2 separate regions of the Urocitellus parryii genome follow, and region 2 is linked to region 1. A link is a contact called in public Hi-C data. All regions are on one chromosome and are shown on one strand. Each heading gives the region's core, a stretch centred on a gene start, on an enhancer-like site or on the middle of the called end of the contact. The rest is flanking DNA. Distances are from core to core; before and after follow the strand shown. Region 1 holds the start of Mtbp (MDM2 binding protein). Region 2 holds the start of Deptor (DEP domain containing MTOR interacting protein).

What was found. A called contact is a pair of places that touch in the nucleus more often than the background predicts.
Region 2: a contact with region 1 is called in a Hi-C map of muscle, with 4 times the contacts expected there. The contact joins the promoter of Deptor here to the promoter of Mtbp in region 1. A contact is called at or near these places in 2 of 2 Hi-C or Micro-C datasets (liver and muscle).

Annotation. Positions count from the first base shown.
Region 1 is chr7:19,382,605-19,389,852 of mUroPar1.hap1, reverse strand. Mtbp (MDM2 binding protein) reads left to right here and starts at 4,357. Exons shown (of 20, transcript XM_077800972.1): 1 at 4,357-4,474; 2 at 5,271-5,351. The coding sequence starts at 4,357. Mrpl13 (mitochondrial ribosomal protein L13) reads right to left here and starts at 4,175. Exons shown (of 7, transcript XM_026393867.2): 1 at 3,971-4,175; 2 at 2,155-2,278. The coding sequence starts at 3,997.
Region 2 is chr7:19,823,884-19,831,131 of mUroPar1.hap1, reverse strand. Deptor (DEP domain containing MTOR interacting protein) reads left to right here and starts at 3,894. Exons shown (of 9, transcript XM_026393861.2): 1 at 3,894-4,141. The coding sequence starts at 4,020.

The DNA.
Region 1 (7,248 bases), core at 3,108-5,607:
AAGAAAAATAATTGAGAGTTCAAAGAAAAGTGAAGACAGCAAGTGGACTGAGAAAGAGTTAATGTAGGACAAGAAACAGAAAATGGCATCTTGGGAAACAAATGAAGATGGTGTTTTCAGAAAAAAGTTCTCCATAAAAATTAGATTGGATTCCTCAAAAACAAGGAAAACAATAAGGATTTTTCAATTAGAAAAGTAACTAAAGGGATACAACAACTAATGGCAATAAATAAACCTTGGGGAGAATCCTCGTTCAAACATATAATAGCTATAAAAAAGCTCTTGACAAACTGGGTGCTTTTAATATGAACTATTTGCGCAGCTTAGGTCAGAGGATCACAAGTTGTAGGCTAGTCTGGGCAAGTTAGCAAGACCCTGTCTCAGAATAAAAATATTTTTAAAAATGGCTGGGGATGTAGCTGAGTGGTAGAGTGCCAATGGTTTAAACCTCAGTTACTGTGCACCCCCCATCCCCGGGAAAAAAACAACAAAGGAAAGAAAATTCTTGAGACAACTTGGGAAATGTAAAAATGGTGACATCAAACCACATAATTAAATTACTCTTCATCTTCTTAGGTGTATCAATAACATTTTGGTTACAGAGAAAAATCTCTCTATTCTTGGGCAATGCATCCTGAGGTATTTAGGAGATATAATGACATATGCAACTTATTGAAGGACAAATAACCTGGAAGAAAAATGGATAAATGACACACACAAGCATTTCAGATAAGGAAACTACAAAGGCCAAGGACTAAGTGAGAAGATACTGAGCCATTATTCATAATCAGGAAAATACAAATTAAAACTACAAAGAGTATTTCACATCTAGTGGAGTAGTTAGAAAGAAAGAATGAAAATATCAAGTGTTACTAAAGATGAGGAGTAATGTGGTATATTCTGCTGGCAGAATATCAAGTGTTTATAGCAGCATAGTTTTGAGAACTTCTGAGCACAGAAATTAGGTTTTGAATAATGCTAAGATTTGAAATTATATTTCTTTTATTGAAGAGATGTTTTGCTTCAACTGTGAATCGATTACCTCTGATAAAAGTACATTGTCAAAGATGAAAAGAAAAAAAAAAGACAGTAGCTTCCCATGATGTACCAGTAATTCCTGCCCTATGGATATACCTTGGGAAAACTATTCCACATGAACACTGGGGAAAGAGTGCAAAAATATTGAAAGCAACATTATTTAATATAAATGCCAAATATATGGGTATTCATTTCCTCATCATTATTTTCTTTAAAATGTACTTTATATGTTTACTATACATCACAAAAATTAAACAAACATGATCAATTGCAGCAAATGCTATTGACAGGTCAGATGAGATGAGGAACAGAAAATGACATCAGGAGCCATCAGTGAGGTACCACAATAAATAGAATCAATTAAACCATCTATAAACTGAACTCTTCTAGAATGAAAGACAACTTTCTCTATTATTTTAGAAAAATCATAGAACCAAGTGTAATCTCAACAGCTGAGAAGGCTGAGGCAGGAGGATAGCAAGTTCAAAGTTAGCCTCAGCAACTAAGAAGACCCTAAACAACTTAGGGAGACCCCATCTCCAATAAATAAATAAATAAATAGATGGATAGATAGATAGATAGATAGACAGGACTGGGGATGTGGCTTAGTGGTTAGTGCCCCTGGGTTCAATCTCTAGTACACCTCCCCCAAAAAAGAAAGAAAAATGATACTAAAAAGCAAATCTACTTACTTGAAACAGTTAAAAATTAAGCTTTTGTGCATAGCTAGCTCTACACATATCTTCTCAGGAAAAAGGATTTTTCCAACAGAAGATTATTTCCCTTATTTTCAAAAACTCTATTTAAATGCATATCATCATGTGAAGAGCCACATATGAAATGTAATGTGCAAATCAGGATACTTCTGAGAATGAAAGGAAGGGCTACTGGTAATTTTGTCTGCCCAGTGGTATAAAGTGGGGTTCTGCCAAGAAAACTGATCTGTTATGACTTTTCCATAAATAATACAAAATTCAGTTTAGTGTGCTAATAAGTTTTCAGAAAGAATGGAATCCTCAGGAAGAAAGGGGTCCTTTCTTAAAGTTCAGTCAAATTTCATCCATATTCTATTCTAGCATGAAAAGTATGTTATGATCAGGCTAAAGTGATACTTACTCAGTTGATGGTATACAGGTTTATGTAATCCTTGAAGTCTTATTGATGCTATAGCAGCAAGTTTACCAGGGGGCTGCATTTTCCCATCTAAGAGATACCATATTCGAGCAAAAGTGGCCCATTGCTTGAAAACACAGAAAAGAAAAAAAAAATTAAAAATTAAATGAATTAAAATGGAAATAAATATTTTTACTATGAATTAAAATGGAAATAACTATTTTTACTATATACGATTATATATGTATTCTACAGTTAATGTCAACAATTACTTTGAAAGAACTATCATTAAAAAATTTTTGTTTTGTTTTCATTTCTACTTCTGAAAAAGGAAAGCCTTTCTATTATTCACATTATTTAGGTCAGTAGGTATATTATATTGAAAGCTGAGTGGCCAATTGGAAACTGAAGACAATTCAGGAATTCAATTCCAGGGTAAAGTTAAGTAAAACAATGTAGTTGGGAAAGGACAGCTAAGTTGAATGAATTTAAATTTTAAAGAATTGTCTTAAGCATGGCGTGGTGGCACATCCCCATAATTCCAGCAGCTTAGGAGGCTGAGGCAGGAGGGTCTCCAGTTCAAAGCCAGCGTTGGCAAAATCAAGGCACTAAGCAACTCAGTGAGAACCTGTCTCTAAATAAAATACAAATAGTGCCCTCCACAGACCTGCATGTCTGGGGATGTGGCTCAGTGGTCCAGTGCCCCTGAGTTTAATCCCGGGTACCACCCCCTCCCAAAAAATTGTTTTATATATCTTTAGGTTATTTCAGACATGTAGACCATTCTTTTTGTAGTATTCATCAGTGTCTTTAAATTCGAAGAAAATTCCATCCAGAAAGACCTCGACCAGATGATTTCATTATGCATATACACCAGAGATTAAACAATTCTGGGGAAAAAAATGCAACTAGGCTAGTGGTTTTGTTTTAAATTGTCACAAACTTCAAACTAGCCTATACCATAGGCAAAAGACCAATTTCCCCCCACCCATTGCAGACGAATAGTTTTATAGAAAAAAAAAACTTTGATAAAAACGTACAAATGCTGCCACAATGCAAAACTGTTATCAAAGTTTTTAAAAGAGATTCACTTCGCTTCCTGTATTTATCTGACCACTGACAAGTAACAAACAGTCCCAGGAAAGAAGCAGCACTGGGCTAAAAGTCATCCAGGACTAACATATTCAAAAGTAACTCCTAACCTACCCTTCCACCTGAAACCTGCGTCAACTTCAGCCTTCCCTGTTTCAGTTGATGGCACACCACCCTTCCAGGTGTCCAAAACACAAAAACAAAAACACGAAGACATCCTTCTTACTTTGCTGTCGACTCGCATTCAATGTTTCAAGAAACCCTCTGGGTTCCATCCTCAAACAAAACCTGATCACTTTTTAGCACCAAATTCCTGGCCTGGATTGTGCACCCTCCTGTGTAGTGGGGTTTATTGCAAAAGCCTTGAAGACGATTCTCAGCTTCTGCCTTGCACAGACCCGCATCTCTGTACAGACAGGGTGCTTCTCAGGACCCTGTCAGTTCACGTCTGACCCTTTGGATCAACTCTCCAACAGGTCCCCACTTACCATCTCTCTGACAGTCCCTCGGAGAAAGGGAGAAAGAGATGAAAAACACTGACTGACAAGGAGGGGACGAGTACCAAGACAGCAAGTGATGGTCGTCCTCACCACCCCCAGTGTGTATTTTCCCAAGAGTGGCTGCGGGTCTCGGCTTCCCTGCCGATTCACCCTCACTACTAATCCGCCGCTCTCCTTCTGCCAGCCTAAAGAACACCAACCATCAAGGCACAACAATCTGAGCTCACCTGGGTTGCCCTAGAGAAACTCGACATCTTTCCCCACTGGCCGAAGCGTCCTTTTTTAACCCCAAGCTGAGCCAGGTCATCAGCAGTACTTGCCCGGCGGGAAACGCATGGACCAAAGCACTTAGGTTCCTAGCTCGTTCAGCACTCTTCTGTTTCTTCTCACTTATGGATGCCCTCCAGTCTTCCCACGGTAACGATTTAGTCAAGGAAGAAAGAAAGAAGGCAGTTATTGATAGAATAATTCCCGAAAATAATTCCCAGTAACCTACGGAAACAGACGGAGGACACAATTTCCAAACGAGCTGAGCGGAAAAAGAAAACCGGAAGTGCGTCAAGCGCGCGGCTGTTTTGAGACTTAAACCTGGGGGTGAGTTCTGAAGGAAGGGATGGATCGGTATCTGCTGCTGGTGATCTGGGGGGAAGGAAAGTTCCCGTTGGCGGTCAGCGGGGAGACTGAGCGTGCACCAGAAGCGTCGTCGTTTGAGGGTACCGAGAAGCAGCCGGGTAAGCGCGGGGCTGAGAAACGGCGGGAATGGCTTGCGGGAGGAGATGTTTGCGTTTGTGATCTAGGGAGGGACAGAGGTCACCATAGGTCCCGGGAAGCTGCGAATCTGGGTGGGATAGATCTAATGAGGGCTGGGCACTGTCCTCTTCATGGGAACAGAAGTACAAATTTGTGGATGCAAGATCCCAGGGCTTAAAAGTTCCTGGCACAGTAAGAATTTAACTGATCAAATCCTTTGTACCTTAATGGAATTTCTGGTCTTCTAAAAAGTATACAATAAATTGTTATGTCTTCCGTGTCCCACATACAGGCAATACAGTAAGGAACAAAATACAAGGTCTTACTGACCTTGAGCTTCCATTCTAATGGGAGGACGCATATAACATCAACTAAGTTTAAACAAGAAATGATAAATTTTAGGCGATTTTAACTGCTTGCCCTTGCGCTGCTTTTTGGTGCTTCTGTCTAGACTATTGTATTTTACTTGTTTGTTTTGGTCAGGCAGTCATTTTGAGGGGGAAATGTACAAAGTGGGGTATAAGGTGTTGTGACAGAGTTCCTGTTCTTTGCAGGGAATTTTTGATTTGTGCTAACTACTGGCATGCACAAATCGGGGCCTTTTTAGTTTTCTCTGCTTGCTCTTGCTTTTCTATATCAAAACATGAACAGATCTTGATCAACATGTAGTTATTTTATGTACAATACATTGGTTTTGAGAGTCACTGATAGTGAAATTAGAATAGGCCTATGTTATGTAACTTGAGCCATGGAGTTAGACTGTCTTTACTTTTTCAGACTTCACAGCAGCAAATGTTTATCACCTCCTGAAAAGAACCATTAGTACTTCAGTTAATCCAGATGATAGTACTTTCCCTGGTAAGTACAACATAAACCTCTCTTTTCTCTGGCACAACAGTTGTATTGCAATCAATTAATTTGCTCATTTAGGAGAACAATAAATACTTTTGACTTGGAACAGGTACTGAGATACCAAGGTAACTTAAAGGAATATAAAACTGGAAAAGGCATCACTTTCTGATATTTCAGTATCATAAAATGGTTATGAAAATTAATATAGGTTTCTAGACCCCATGCTAGTAACCACTATCCTTTATTGCCTGATTGGCCTCTGATCTTGTTTCCCATAAAGACACATCTGACTAGCTTTGACAGAAATTGAATCAGAGGATGCTATGTTAGAGACTAAGGAGTTCCATGAATTTGTTTTGAAGAGCCTAAAAAAGAGGGGAAAAACCCCTCAACTTTTATTACACAAAATATTTCTTAAAGGAGTGTATTTTATGCTAGGTAATACTCTAGATATGAAATCCCAAATAACCACATATGACAAAAATAAACTGATGACTGCTAAGTGTGGTGATATACATCTGTATTCCAGTGACTCAGGAGGATGAGACAGGAGGATCTCAAGTTTGAGACTAGGCTCAACCACTGAGGGAGACTGTCAGCAACTTAGCAAGACCCCAAGACGACTAGGGATGTAACTCAGTGGTAAAATGTCTCTGGGTTCAATTGTTAGTACCCAAAAAGGAGGAAAACAGAAAACAACAACAACAAAAAACCCTGAAGACTAAAATAGCCCCAAAGCCTTTTTTATCCCATTATCAAGGTAAATTATCTGTAAAGATTTGAAAGTATAAACCTTAATTGGAAAGAAGAGACTGTTACAAATACCTCAGAATTCCAAAGAATTTTGAGATGAGATCGTTGGGTCACTATCAGTAACCTTTAAGGAATCACAGACATTTTCAAGACTGGGAAGAAGGTAAGAGCTTGAGAGATTTCTAGTAAATTTAGAATGGAATCCTTCATTCTCTTCCTTTCCAACTTGAGTGCTGTAGAATCACTCCCACAAAGAATGGTGATGAGAAGAATTCTGCCATCAAACAGGAATATAGAGACTAGGAGCTCCATGAATTTCTTTTGAATGCACCATCAGTATTCATGAATGCATCCATGAAATAGTCTTCAAGAAGTGTGCATTTTAGAGACAGATCCAGAAATTTGACAGGAAGGGCATCATTATTACAGATCGTGTATCGACACCAGGTTCAACAAAGATGTCTGGACCCAAGAAATAAGGAATGTCTCATATATGTTAGTGTCTTGTTGTCCAGAAAACATGAGAATTAAGATTCGCCAAACAAGAAATATAATTTGGTTAACTGTGTGCCTAATGCCACTTTTAAAAATCTATCAATGGGTATGAAGACTAAGCACTGATTGTCAAATAAAGTTATAAAACTGGGAAAAAAGAAGAAGAAAAGAAAATTATTCTTGGATCTCAGCTATAGTTTTGTTCCTTTATGAAATTTTCTTGCTGGTCTTTACTTATATATAACACAGGGTAATGTGACATATGAGGAGGATTTTTTTCCTGAATAAAAATACATTATTAATGCCTCCACATCAACTTCTTTAGCACTTATTTGCTTTTTAAAAATTATAATTATCAATATATATTATTTGAACAAATTATGCTACTTTTTCTGTCCTTAACTCCTACTGATTCTCTTAAAAGCCCTTCACAATTGTTAAACATGCTGGACTTTCTTGGTTCTCATCTGCTTTAACTTTTTTGAGATATTGCATATTTTTTTGTAAAAATCTTACTACCTTTGGCTTCTATTGACATTTTACAAATGCATGTACATACTTTGAAGCTTATCTTTACTTTTGCTTCCTCCTCTTGGCCTCTGTCTGAGAATGTCCTTTGAAGACTCAGAAAGCAGAAGTGTCAGAACAGACAAAG
Region 2 (7,248 bases), core at 2,645-5,144, 440 kb before region 1:
CACACTACATACCACCATCAAAATTTTGAGAAACATTAGCCCCCAAAGTACTAAAACATACAGAAAGCATGAAAGAGGCGAAGAGACCTGGAAAGCTCTCATTTAGTAATGTCCACCTAGGGCTGGGGATGTGGCTCAGTGACAGAGTACTTACCTAGCATGCATGAGGTCCTGGATTTCAATCCCCAGCACTGGGGGTGGGGAGGGGGGTTGTGGGGGGGAATTATCTACCTTTAATAAAAGCAGTTTTTAAATTTCATTTAATCCTCCCAATAATCCAATGGGACTGGTGGTATAATCTTTACATAAGAGGACAGAAAATTCAGAGAAGATGATGAACTTGCCCAAATAGAGCCAGGAATCAAACCCAGATCTGTCAGAATTTAGCTCTTCCAGAATCTTCATGCTAGAGTAATTGTCACATTGGTGTCCTTCTCTCTTTCATCAATACTCATAGGTCACAGCTCACTCTAGGACCACTTGCTCCAGGGCTCCTGGTCACAGGCATTGGTGCTAACCAGTCCTCAGGAGTCAGTTCATCAATTTTCCCATAAATTAGGGAAAAGAGTTTTTCTCCTTACCTAGTGAGGCATGTTGTATTTCATGTATCAATGAAAGGTTAAAACAATAGCAGCAGAGCAATTCCCATTTCCTATAAACATCTACAACCATCTACACACAACAACAACAACTATCTTGCCAAGTAAGAAAAATTAATTATACTCTCTCCTGCTCATTTTCCCGACTCAATTTTTCCTCCCATATGTTAAGGCACTTTTCAGAAGGAGCAGCCTAAGGATGGAACCCAAGGTTTCATGCGTACTAGACAAAGGTAGCACTGAGCTACCTTTCCCAACCCTTTTTAGTTTCTTTTGAGTCAGGGTCTCTGTAAGTTGCTGAGGCTGGGCTTTAACTTGCAAACCTCCTGCCTGACTCTCCTGAGTTGCTGGAATTACAGATGTGTGCCACTGTAGTGGGCTTAAGATACTTCTTTTCTAACTTAAAAAAAATTTGGTTACTGAAATGAATCTTTAAAATTTTAAATAATGGAAATTTTATATAATGCTATTCATTTAAGCCATGTGTTATAGGTTAGATATGGGGTGTCCCCACAAAGCTTAGGTGTAAGAAAAATGAAAGAAAGTTTAAAGGTAAAATGATTAGACTATGAGAATCTACACCTAATCAGTGTGTTAATCCTCCAATAGGGATTACCTGGTAGTGACTATAGGCAGGTAGGATGTCCCTGGAGGAGACTATAAACCCTGGAGGTGTATATTGTGTCAGTGGTAAGGGAAGCTGTCTCTCTCTCTGCCTCCTGGTGCCATGTCCTGAGCTGCTTTCCTCCTCAACACTCATCCCCCATGATGTTTTGCCTCATTTCAGTCATAGAGCAATAGAGTTGTCCACCTGTGGATCGAGATCTTTGAAACTGCCCCAAATAAACTTTTCTTCCTCTAAAATTGCTCTTGTTATTGGGTCTTTTGATGACAGCAATGAAAAAGCTGACTAAAACAGCACATAACAGCCCTATAAAGGAGAAATTACTATTCATGTTTTGTCAATAGGAAATTGAAGCCCCCCCAAAGTTAAGTGACTAGCAAAGATTACAAAGTTATAGATGACAGAATCAGGATAGAAACTCAGCATTTGAGTGAGAATCCCCCCAAAACTATTTGCTTGATGTTGTCATTTTAGCACTGGGAATTAAACACTGGGAATACTAGGCATATGCTCTACTGCTGAGACCCCAAGCAAATTCTTGATATTCTATATAATAATTACTGAATTAAAGCATTAACTACTTCTGTTAAATGATTTTTATGCTTTATGCAGAATGAGGCTCTTATTTATTTATTTAAATTTGTTATATATAACAGAATGCATTATAATTTATATTACACATATAGAGCACAATTTTTCATATCTCTGGTTGTACACAAAGTAGAATCACATCATTCATGTCTTCATACATGTACTTAGTGTAATGATGTCCATCTCACTCCACCATCTTTTCTACCCTCATGTACCCTCCCTTCTCCTCCCTCCCCTCCACTTTTCTCCTTTGCCCTATCTAGAGTTCATCTAATCCTCCCATGCCCCCACAACCACATTATGAATCAGCATCCTTAAATCAGAGAACAGAATAAGGCTCTTAAAATCACATGTAACTGAAACTATGACTCCCTGGGTCTACATTTCCACCATGATCTACTTAGAAAGTTAAGAACCTTAGAGAATTTCTTTGAGCAAAAGAGTTGCCTGATATTTAGTGTTGGATATGAGAGAGAGTGTTATCCTGGAGTCTGGCTGAGCACGGCCTTGGGAGTCAGCAGAATTAGAGTTCAAAGGCTGCCTAACCTTCTATATAAAAAATTTAGATATGCTTTACCTGTCTGTGCTTATGCATATTTTTCTTTTGGTGCTGGGGATCAAATCCAGGGCCTCATGCATGGCAGGCAAATACTATACCACTGAGTCACATTCCCAGTCCTGTGATTAAGCTTTGTTAGTTGTAAATTGAAATCAATATTTAACTCTTAGAATTTTAAGGATAAATTAAACAATATAAATAAGGTGCCTGTGGTATATAAAACACATGATGAATGCTTAATGAGTTGTTGCAAGTTTCAGTTAATGTCAACACTAACATTGCAGCAGTTTGGCAAAGACTTGTATGATCTTCCTTAAAAAACAAAAACAAAAACAAAAAAACGTGCTGAGTGAGGTGGCAGATGCCTGTAATCCCAACAGACTCGGGAGGCCAACTTAGAGGGCAGCCTCAGCAATTTAGAAAGAGACCCTCAGTAACTTAGTGAGACTCTGACTCAAAATTAAAATTAAAAAGGGCTGGTGAGTTAGCTTAGTGGTTAAGCACCCCTGGGTTCAACCCCCAATTCCAAAAAAGAAAAGGAAAAAACATGATCAAACAAACATGCCCTCCCCGAAAATAAAATACAATACACTTGTAGAAGAGTAAATATAAATACTTTGAAATAGCAGAATTGATTGATTGATTGTGTGTGTGTGTGTGTGTGTGTGCGCGCGCGTGCGCATGTACGTATAAACATGTGTATATAGAAGTTGGTTTTCAACTTCCTCCCATTTTCATTCTGTAAACGTCTCCCTGCTTCTCCTTCTTTTTTTTTTACCCATGTACTAGTCTGTAAACTTCCACCACATACCTGCAACTGAAAAATTATGTCTCTCAAGATAGTTGTGGAGCTCGATCCCAGATCTGTTTAATTTCAGGCCAGCGTTATGTATCGATCACACCGTCAAGTTATATAAGTTGTCTTCGGTGAGAGTGGTCCGGATGAAAGGAATGCTTAATTTTTCCATGCCTCGCGGTTGCGAAGGCTTGAAATACCTGCTACTCCGGGAGGCTGAGACAGGAGAATTGCGAGTTCAAAGCCAGCCTCAGCAAAAGTGAGGCGCTAAGCAACTCAGTGAGATCCTGTCTCGAAATAAAATACAAAGTAGGGTTGGGGATGAGGCTCAGTGGTCGAGTGCCTCTGAGTTCACTCCTCGGTACCACCCCTCATCCCAATTTTTTTTTTTTCCATGTCCTGCAGTGACATGTGTATCCTCTCTTGTGCACTATTGGGTGTACTGTTCTCATTCATTCTCTGCAATTTGGGCATGGGCAATATAATAAAAACGCAGGCTTTCATAGCAAGAGCTTTGCAGGGTAAAGGAAGGAAAGTCCCGGGAATTCATCCACAGCCAGCACACACAGCCCTGAGCCTGTGCCCAGCTCAGATGTTGATATTTTCCTCCCTCGGCCCCGCCCCCAGCCACGAGGGACTCCAGCCACGCCCCTAAGCTGAAGTTTCTGGGGCCGGACTCGCCTAGTGCCTCCGCTAACTCACAGGGATTCCCTCCCTAACCAATCACTTCAGAGCATTGGGACTGCCCCGAACAAAGATGGCGGGAGAAGCCTCGGTGAGGGCAGACTGATTCGAACAGCAGAATCCGAGGCGGATAGCCCAGGCAGTGGTAGCGGCGTGGCCCGGACCATGGAGGAGGGCGGCAGCACTGGCGGCAGTGGCAGCGACAGCAGCACTAGCGGGAGTGGCGGGGCGCAGCAAAGGGAGCTGGAGCGCATGGCTGAAGTCCTGGTCACTGGAGAACAGTTACGGTAAGACCTGAGACAGAGAGGGTGGGCTTGCTATGGCATTGCCAGCCCGTGCCCGCTGCAGTCCTGCGCGCACGCGCCCCGTGTGTGGTGGCTTGCGAGTCTCTCCGGGCTCTGGGACAGGTGCAGACGCGTGGACAGTCCACGCTGCGCCGCGCCTTGCTGCTGCAGCGGCTGGACACGCACAGCGTGCGAGGCTGTCCGGGCAGGCACAGGCGAGCGGGTGGTGCGCGCTGCGCCCTAGCCTGGTTGCTGCAGCCCTGCGCCGGGATGAGTCGCTACCACCCGCCGCGCGCTCCCTCCTCGGAGGTACTTGGGCGCTGCCAATGCTCCCTGCTGATAGCCTGCACCTTGTCCGCCTGGTGAACCGAGGGTCGCTGTGGGGTCCGAGCTAACCCCAGCCCCTGTACTCCTTGAAGTCAGCTCAGTGATTGCTTCTGTTGTTTTCCTTTTTTGTGTCTGTTGGCAAGTCATACCTTATTCCTCATCTGTAAAACGGAGTCCACGCCTCCTTTTAAGGGTTGCTGTGGAAGCTAAACAGAGAATTTTTCAGAAACCCTGAACCTATCTATCCTTTAATTGGCACATCATAATTATCCTTTGAGTCCGCCAGGGGGCGTGGAGGCACCTTGTCTAGTGCCCTTCTGCTGTGCCAACTTTCCCAGAGGTCACGTTTTGGGCCATGGACTCCATTGATCGCCCCAAGTCTGCAGCAAGAATTAGAATTTGTTAGGTCTCACAACGCCCAGAAATGAGCGATGGTCTTCAGGGTTCTCCTGCTGTTTCCATCACTTCCTGTTCTGTGTTTGAGGATTGTAGTTATGGTCAGACTGGTTCTGCAGCTGCCCTTCTGTGATCATAAATCAGTTTGCCAGGAAAAAATAATCCATCTTTGTAGTGTTTCAGCCTCAACTTGCACATGGGCCCCTGGCCCGGCCAGAACTACGTTCCTTTAAGGTCTTGGTTTGAATTTCCCAGCTCATTTTGGTTTCTAGATGACTGTTTCAGGACCTGATGGAGAATCTTGCAAACATTCCTGAAGGTTTGGTAGACACCAGCTTGCAGCGCTTAGTTTGAGGAAGTAAATTTTGAACGTCAGAATTCGTGTTACAAAAGACAAATTGCACATTTATATACCTTGTTGAATTTTTTGAATGTATAGTCAAAAGTAAAGGGACTAAAAACTTGTTTTCCCTTCAAGAATGTTTTCTAACTAAAATTTGAAGTAAAGCTCTTCTGAAATAATCTGAAACACTTTGTTTTTAATAGTTTGATTTCTTTGTTTTTCATTACTATATTGTCTTTTTTAGTGTTCTTCCTTAGATAAGGTTACTTGCTTTTTATTTCTTTTACAAATACTAGGTTGTGTAGTAACTCCCTTTGTCCAGCAAGCTCTTTATCCTTCAGAGTGCAGCTTAAATGCCCTTTCTTATGGGTCTCCAGAGCATTTGTACTCCCTCTTCCCTGGCTCCTCTCCACCCTGCAGCAGATTTAAGGGTCATCCATGGGCAAGTGGGTGAAAAGATAGAAGGCTGTCACTCAGGAGTTAGAGCTGAGTTTGAATTTCTGCTCCACCACTCATTCCAAGGGTCATCATTAGGTTTGTTTTGAGGAGGCCTTTGAGCTGCAGTGAATCTTGGCCATGTTACCCCTCAACTAGTATAGGACCTTGGACAAGTTATTTAATTTAGAATGATGATAATAATGAAATTTACCTTGTAAGTTCTTATGAAGACTAGATGCATTAGTGCTTAAAACAGAACCTGAAATGTAAGTGTCATATCAGCATTAGATATTGTAATTAATTCATTCATTTCTCTGAGCCTCTGTTTCCTCATCGGTAAGATGGCAACAGAGATAAGAGTATTTTATGAGAGGCTCCTGAGAATTGGCCCTGAGCTTCCTGTAACACCACATGTCACTTCCAGTTACATAAAACCTGGCAGGAAGGACTACAGCTGTTATGAGCATACGTTACAGACCCAGGCTGCCCAGGTTCTTGTTCTGTCTCCACCATTTATTAATTTTTGTGACTTTGGGACAATTTACTTTTAACCTCTCTTGTCTCTCCTCTATGGAAAAGAGATTCTTTTAATTAAGACTTTCAATATTTTAATTGATTTCAAAATTTTTCAATTCCTTTTAAATCATTTTTTATAAATGACAGTAGAGTGAATTTTGACATTATACATATATGGAATGAAACTTCTCATTCCTCTGGTTGCATGTGATGTGTAATTACACTGGTCATTACTCTATATGAACATATATGATAGAAGTATATGACATATATATGAAATAAAAAAATGCACATGAAAGATTCTTAGATTTAAATTTTCTTATTTTATTGGTACTGGGGGTGGAAACCAGGACCTCAAACAAGTTAGGTAAACACTCTACCACTGAGCTCTATCCCAGCCCTTTTTATTTTGTTTTGAGATAGGGTCTTGATAATTTGCCCAGGCTGGCCTTAAATTTGTAATTCTTCTGCCTCAGCCTCCCCAGTAGCTGGGATTACAGATGTGCACCAACACATCCAACTTAGAAAGGGAAGTCTGGTGACAGTCCTCCCTCAGGAGTTTTGGGAGCATGAAGTGAGATGCTACATGTAAAAGTTTTAGTAAATGTTAGTCATTTAATTTTACTTTGGAAAATTTTAATCATTCTATTTGTTATTTCAGTCATTTTATTACTGTGACTAACACATAGTAATTTCTTAATAAATGTTTGGATGAGTGTTGTATGTAATCCAGTATACTTCTATTAATACAGCTTAATACGATATTTAATTAACACTTAGGGATCAGCGTGGCTGTATGCCTGGCTTCCTGATTACTGGAGGGTGGAAACTTGGTCATCTTTTTGCTACTGTCACAATGTGTTCTTCTGTCCCCAGCTTGCTCTCTTAACTGTATGATTGTGGCCACTTTGTGATGACCAGGCCTCTGGCCTTTAATTGTTTCACACATACCCTGGGTTCACCTCTGCCTTCTCTTGCCTTTGCATTGGTTTCTGGGTCATCAGTGATAAGGTTGGGATCATGAGGAAAGAGGAAGCCATCGACTGAGATGTGAGATAAAAAGTTATGCTTCCAAACTCAGTTCTGTTCA